Regions from separate parts of the Mus musculus genome. Here region 1 is linked to region 2. The links are chromatin contacts, called in public HiChIP or PLAC-seq maps. All regions are on one chromosome and are shown on one strand. The core of a region is the stretch at or near the end of the contact, and the rest is flanking DNA. Distances in the headings are between cores, read along the strand shown. Region 1 has its middle 21 kb from the start of Gm16013. Region 2 holds the start of Pimreg (PICALM interacting mitotic regulator).

What was found. HiChIP or PLAC-seq counts read pairs in DNA pulled down with a chosen protein or histone mark.
Region 1: an H3K4me3 HiChIP or PLAC-seq map of embryonic basal ganglia shows a contact between it and region 2, with 5 times the contacts expected there. The contact joins the enhancer-like site here to the promoter of Pimreg in region 2. A contact is called at or near these places in 6 of 39 promoter capture datasets (the C10 cell line, cranial neural crest, embryonic stem cells and 2 more), 7 of 115 datasets of contacts at active chromatin or transcription factors (embryonic basal ganglia, embryonic forebrain, embryonic hindbrain and 4 more) and 1 of 9 other capture datasets (embryonic stem cells).

The regions. Positions count from the first base shown.
Region 1 is chr11:71,414,099-71,417,156 of GRCm38.p6, reverse strand. No RefSeq gene overlaps it. Among named protein-coding and RNA genes, the nearest start is that of Gm16013, 21 kb to the left of the region's middle. Within about 2 kb of position 1,541, at least 20 of the 459 cell types and tissues checked have an H3K27ac peak or open chromatin away from gene starts, as enhancers often do. A contact at or near this core is called in embryonic basal ganglia, where this site is marked.
Region 2 is chr11:72,040,479-72,043,928 of GRCm38.p6, reverse strand. Pimreg (PICALM interacting mitotic regulator) reads right to left here and starts at 1,427. Exons shown (of 6, transcript NM_144526.3): 1 at 1,395-1,427; 2 at 592-912. The coding sequence starts at 879. It also overlaps a transcript of Aipl1 not described here.

The DNA.
Region 1 (3,058 bases), core at 292-2,791, 630 kb after region 2:
CAATTTCAGAGTTTTGGTTTCTTTGAAAAACACAAAAAATAGTATAAGAATGTGTTTTATTTCAGTCCCAGATGTGGGATATGGGGCTGCTTCAGACTGTCCTCAGCAGCTGACTGTGATTTGTCTTGTGCTCTAGCAGGGATGTCATTTTGCCAGCTGCAGATAGTTTCTGTGATTGTTTGATGTTTGTAATTCTGGGGAATTTTCAGAGGGTATATAAACACTAGGGCCCTGAGAGGCAGGATGGGAGGTTGTTGGGTTTGGTTGTTGTCACTGGTCATTGTTGATTGCAGTTTGTTAGTAGTCATGCACAAAGAAGAAATAAGAAGAAATTAGATATCCTAATGGTGACGATCAAATTTGCCCCAAGGAACTTGACACCCCTAAATGGGCAGGAAGTTGTCTAAGAATGATATCACCCCATTTCAACCCCTGACTTTAATCTGAGTTCTTTTATCTAGTGTTAGGGAGTTGGAAAAGGGTGAAGAAGGGTGGAAGAAAGAAGGACCCACAAATTAGCAAAGAACTACAGTTCCCTATTGAACAATGTAAATGAAAAACTCTCTTAGCCTCTTATGCCTCCCTTTCACCTTCAGCCATGAGACAAAGCAGCAAAAAAAGCCCTTGCTGAATCTTAGCCCCTTGACACTCGATTTCCTATTCTCCAGAACTACAAGTTTCTTTTCTTTATAAGTTACCCAGTCTCTGGTAATAGCTTTGTGATAACAGAACAAAATAGACTATGGACCATCTATGCTTCTAAACATTTTTAATGTCTCAGATACTCTAAGATATCTCAGATACCCTTTGCAGCTCTCCACTGTTTTCTTCCAAGGCCTCATCAAATCACCTTCAGCAGTCCATGCATAACGTGGGCTTTCACTAGCATGTATCCCACCACTCTCCAGCCTCTGCAGGGTATCCTGTTTGAGGGTCAATTGTATACTTTTAGAAATTTGTACAGAACTACCCACCTTTTTGGTACCAATATCCTGTCTTAATGCTACAAAATAAATTTAAGTCCCTGGGAAAGCAAAGTCTATGATAGTTCTTACTGATCCCAGGATCCCTTGCACCTCATAGAGCCAAGCACATAACAAGCCACTGTGATCAAATAAATGTTGTGCTCTCCAGGCCTGTGTCCTCACCTGCCCACAGAATGGCTCATTCTGTACTGATATTACCCATTGATTCTTGACTCGAGAAAATTGAGGTAGTGTTCACCATGCTAACAAAGTATCTTGAGGACACAGCTCAGGGTGGAAGCACAGACGACCCAGATTAAGTGTAAATTAAGTCATCTCCCCATACCTAGATTCTCATCCGCAAAATGGAGCTATAAGACACTCCCTCCCCATAAAGTTCTTTCTGGATGTTAAATGAAAGCTTAACTCAGTGCCTTTACAAAGTAGCCACTTATTTGATTCTAGCTGCTGTTATTAGAATGGTAATCGTTGGTGATAGGTTCTTAGAACAGATTAGCATCCCTGTGGGTGGTAAAGGGCATCAGCCCTCTGTCGATGCTCCTGCAAAAGGGTGAGGTTCATTCCTTCCCTTTATGCAAAAGGACAAAGGCATGCCTCACTTGGGCTCCAGCAAAGAGCTCTCCCCACTACCACTGGATGGGGAAAATGGATTCATTTTCATTCATCTTCCAGGGCCTCTTTCAGCTGACACTAGTAACAGAGCTTCAAGCATTTGATATTGGCTTGTCCTGATTCATTACTTTGGTCTCTTCCTGTATACCCACACCTCCAGTGGCTGAGCTACAGAGCTGGGCTCCAGATGGTCCCCATCAGAACTCCAAGGCTCCCCAGGCTAGTGGAAAGTACTTGAGTTGCTTCTTGGTGACTTCAGGTCTTGCAAAGTTATTTCCTCCTCTAATTTGCCCTCTCATTCCCCAACAATGCCAGCCCTGCAATGTCACATAGAAATGGCCACCAGGGAATGACTTTTAAAGCAGCAAATTGCATCAAATGCAGGACTGTGTGAGTCCCATCTTCATCGAGGAATTTCCCTGTTTGGTTTGGCCATCCAGTGGAGCATTAGACAGCAGTTTAATCATTATTACCAGTGCTGCACTGTGACTCTCAGGAGAAGCACTAAACTGGAATGAAAAGGAACTGACATAATTAGTCTGACACAGTTCAATAGGGAACTATTACACCAAAGGTAATGAGCTCCAGTGATATGTTAATGTTATTGTAAGAAATTATGCCAGCGCAACAAAGTGGCTTTGGGTTGGGGGTGGGGGAAGGGACAATCTGGGAATTTTCCCAGGCAGTAGACTAATGAAGGGAAAGAATTCAAGAAGGCTTGTAAAAAACCTTTTCTCCCAGGTATCTGTGGTCACTTGGGGCTGAGGACCTGTTACCCAGGGTACAGGGACACGGCTGAGGCTATGTAGGCAATGTGGTCACTGTCGATACAGAGAAGTGACTGGATATTTGTTCAACTAGGAAAATAAAAGGATCAAGAGAATCGCTCTGAGCACTAGAAATCAATGCAGAGATATTGTGAGAGCAGTTCCTTGTGTAGTTCCTCAGCACCACACAGTGTAGGGATTGGTATTTGGCTGCTTTTGAGAAGCAGAAGGACACACTTACAAAGCAGGGACTCGGATACCCGATAACCGTAACTCTTATCAAGGAACGTAAACCTTAAAGCCTCAGCTTCCTCATTTCTTAAGTGGGTACATCAGTGCCTACCTTCAAAGCTGAAGTTAAACCCCGATGCTGCCACTAGAAATAACAGGAGTACAATGAAAGAGGACTAACACAATGCTGGCCTTTTGTCCTTGCGCCTGGACAAGCTCTGAAGATGCTGCCAGGTACCAGAACCTTCTGATATCAGCATCTAACCTCACAAGAAATGCTGTCTGTCTTGAATGAATAGAGAGTTTTTCTTGCTATTATTTCTCAAATAATATAGTATTAACAACTATTTACACAGTATTTATACTGCATTTTACATTTAAGCAATCTGGAGATCATTTAAAATACACATAAAGATGTCCAGGGGTTTTATGTAAACACTATCCCATTTTATGTAAGAGTCT
Region 2 (3,450 bases), core at 178-2,677:
TGCCTTCTGAACCGCTCAGGAAGTTGCACCCTTTCTGCAAGCCCCGCTCCTCTGCCTTTTTCTACCAAATAGTTGACAGCTAAGGTGTAAGAGTGTGACTGGGAGACTTTAAATGGGGGTCAGCACACAGGATCACCTCTCTCACTATACTGACTGCTTAGCTTCACACTGGGGACTCTTCTCTTCAGCATCCACGCTGGACTCACTCACAGCATCCCACTGGCCCTGTGCCTACATACACCTCCCCTTTCCTGAGTGATCTTGGAAGAGTCACCTATTCTAGGAAGTCTTTATCCACTAAGCTTGAGACTGGTATCTCTTTATAGATAGCCATTTCCTGCAATTTTCTATCACAGGACATGGCAGGTCACCTTGCATGGGGAACACCAATTTCTTCCATGACTTTATTCACCTACTGATTTGTTGGGAAACTATTATGTGCCAGAATGACCGGGGTTCTGGGAAAATGGCAAGAACCTAATCAAACCCCAAGACCCCATGGAGTCTATATTCCTGGGGTCTCCCTGAGGATAGGGACAGTCAACACCAAGGACGCTTCTGTAAACAGACGGCTGGTGGTGTCATTGTTACCTGGGACATGGCACCCAAGGCGCTTTTGGCTGAGCGAGCTGCAGCCTGAAGACCTTGCTGCTCTGGCTCTGGACTTTCCAGGCGTTTCCAGGAGGGGCCGTTACCGAGGTTCAGGCTGACCGCTCTCAGAGGCAGCCTCCTTTGGAATTGTCTGCACAGGGAGCCCAAGGGACCGGTCTCCGGATGACCCCCAGCAGACCGGGTCACCTCCTTCTTCTCTAGCTGTTCCTCCTTTAGGAGTGATCGTCTGCGCACAGAGGTCCTCATGCCCTGCCACTGAGACGCCATGTGCTTGGTCCAGTTTCCGCTGCCCGCTAGATCCTGGGGAGGTCAAAAGGTCATCAAAGTACTCCCTGACCCCATTCCAAGGCTCCAGGGACCTTGGGAACTGGGAAAGAGATGAAGTGGAACCTCGCGGGGTAGGCCTGTTGGGCAATTGTGGATGCCAGAAAGATGACCAATGGCATCATGGTCAGCAGCTGCCTCCGTTGCAAGGCGGCAATTTGTCCGTCTTTCCATCCTAGCCTATTCCCCATAGGCTAAGTGGAGTGGCACACAGGTCACGGAGCCTCGGCGCTTACGCAGGGCACCAGCAGTATGCTGTTTTCACAAATTTTCCTCTCCGGAGCAGATTTAGCAATCCAGCCAAGGCCTCGGATCCGATGGGGCGTTTGCAACTCCTAGACATTCCCTTTGTCTTGTGGGTCCTATCCAGAGCTCCTGACCCGTTCCCCATTCAGAGCTCCCCGTGAGACCGTCCCCCACCCCCCTCCTTAAGCCCCTCGGTAACCCCGCATGCTCACCTCCCTGCTCGATACCCGGACCCGAAGATCAACACCCTCTCCTAGCCCACCGCAGCCGATTTGAAACTCCGCGCGGCCCCGCCCCGCCCCGGCGCTTGCAGCCCATTGGCCCTATCAGCCATCCACCACCGCCGCCCCGGATTTCGATTGGTCTTTTTCTCTCGTGACTGTAAATCCTGCTTTGGGATTGGCCTGGCCACGCCCATACATCGTTCGTAGACCCCCCACCTGGCTCGCCGCAGAGGGGTCCAGGTCGCCACCGGATCACTGTTACCGACCAGCCCGCCTCCCTACATCCCGGCTGCTTGGTCCCAGGCGACCGCGCCTAGTCCATCGTTCTCCCAAGCTCTCTTCTTCAAGCATGCAGGTCAGGGTGCAGGATGCTGCGGGGGTTCAGGTCACCGCCACCCAGGGCACGCGCCCCTTTCAGTCCTTCACCCCGCCTAACTTCTCTCCCACGATAAGTAGTTTTGTCAAAGCGATAGGCTGGGACTGCCGAGCTTTGCGATCCCTGGGAAGTTTTGTTTCAAATTCCCCGCGTAATTCTCTTCCTTCCTGCGAGATGGCCCTGCCCCTGTCTGTTCCTCAAACAAACACCCTGCTGGCGGCGCCCAAGAAAGCACATCTCAGAGGAGGGGACAGACTGTAGATCACCCTCTCCACAGTTAGGTCAGTTCCTCTGCCGGGTCTTGCTCTACGCATCTTTCAATCTTTCTTTCCTGTAGTCTGCCAGCAAGCTAAAAAAACAAAACAAGAAACAAAGACGACGACGACAAACAACAGCAACCCAGGCTGGGTCACTTTCTCCCATGCTTTCATTTTTATGGTTTTGACTTTTTTTAAAAAAAATATTTTTATTTTTAATTATATGTCTCTGTGCATGTAAATGCCTGTGGGGTGGCGTGGTGGCGACACAGAAGAGGAAGTCAGACCCTCTGGAGCTGGAGTTAGAGGTGGTTGGTTCTAACTGGCCACACTCAGCCTCCCCAAGATTGAAATCAAGGGGCCTGGCGTGCCACCACAATGGGGCCTTCTTATCGGTCCTCAAAAAAGAATTTCTCTTCTCCCTCCTCTCTCCTTTCCTCAGCCTGGAGTGAGACTCCTAGAGACTCTTCAGGCCTCTTCCTGGTGTCAGGATTGTCTGACCCTCTCCTGACCTCAGTGTTTACCTCCCAACCCCCTATAATAATAATGGTTGATTTGTGTGTAGCACTTGCAAACACTCCCTTTCTATCAGCAAGCCCAGTTTATCCCCAGTGCTCTGCAGCTCTGTGAGGTAGCTGGGGTGTGGAGAGACTGGCCGTACACTTCACTCACTAACTGTAGCAGGGTGAAGGACCCAAAGGCCATGCATGCAGGGACGTTGTCTGTGTGACCAGGGTTGACCCCCTCACTGTTGCTCCTCAGACCCCACCCTTTTCCAGCTGGGGTCTCTCCCTTGACTCCTGAAGCCAGCACTCTTCTGGGTCCTGTCACCTCCTGCTGGCTGCATAAAGCCAACAGAGCCAAGACACTGGTTCCCTGCTCCCCCAAAGTCTCTCTAATCTCACCAAGGGGAACTTGTGACTTATTAAACTCTGTGCTTTCTTCCTTCTTACACCCATGGGTCTCAAGTTCAGCATGTGTAGAGAGACAAGTATTTCCAGACCAAATCTCCAATAATCAATCAGAGAACTGTACCGTTATCTAAACGTGAGACCTTGACAATGAGCTGGCTAGGCAGAGGATATGTTTGTAGGCATTTATCTTTGTGACTGTGTGTTTGTGTTTTGTTTTTTGCACAGGACATATCATGTTTAAGACCACTCTTTGAAAGAAACCACACACACATACACACACACACACACACACACACACACACACACACACACACACACAAACACTCCCCTCTCTCTCTCTCTGTCTCTCTCTCTGTCTCTCTCTCTCTGTCTCTGTCTCTCTCTCTGTCTGTCTCTCTCTGTCTCTGTCTGTCTCTCTCTGTCTCTGTCTTTCTCTCTCTGTCTGTCTCTCTCTGTCTCTCTGTCTCTCTCTGTCTCTCTCTCACACACACACACAA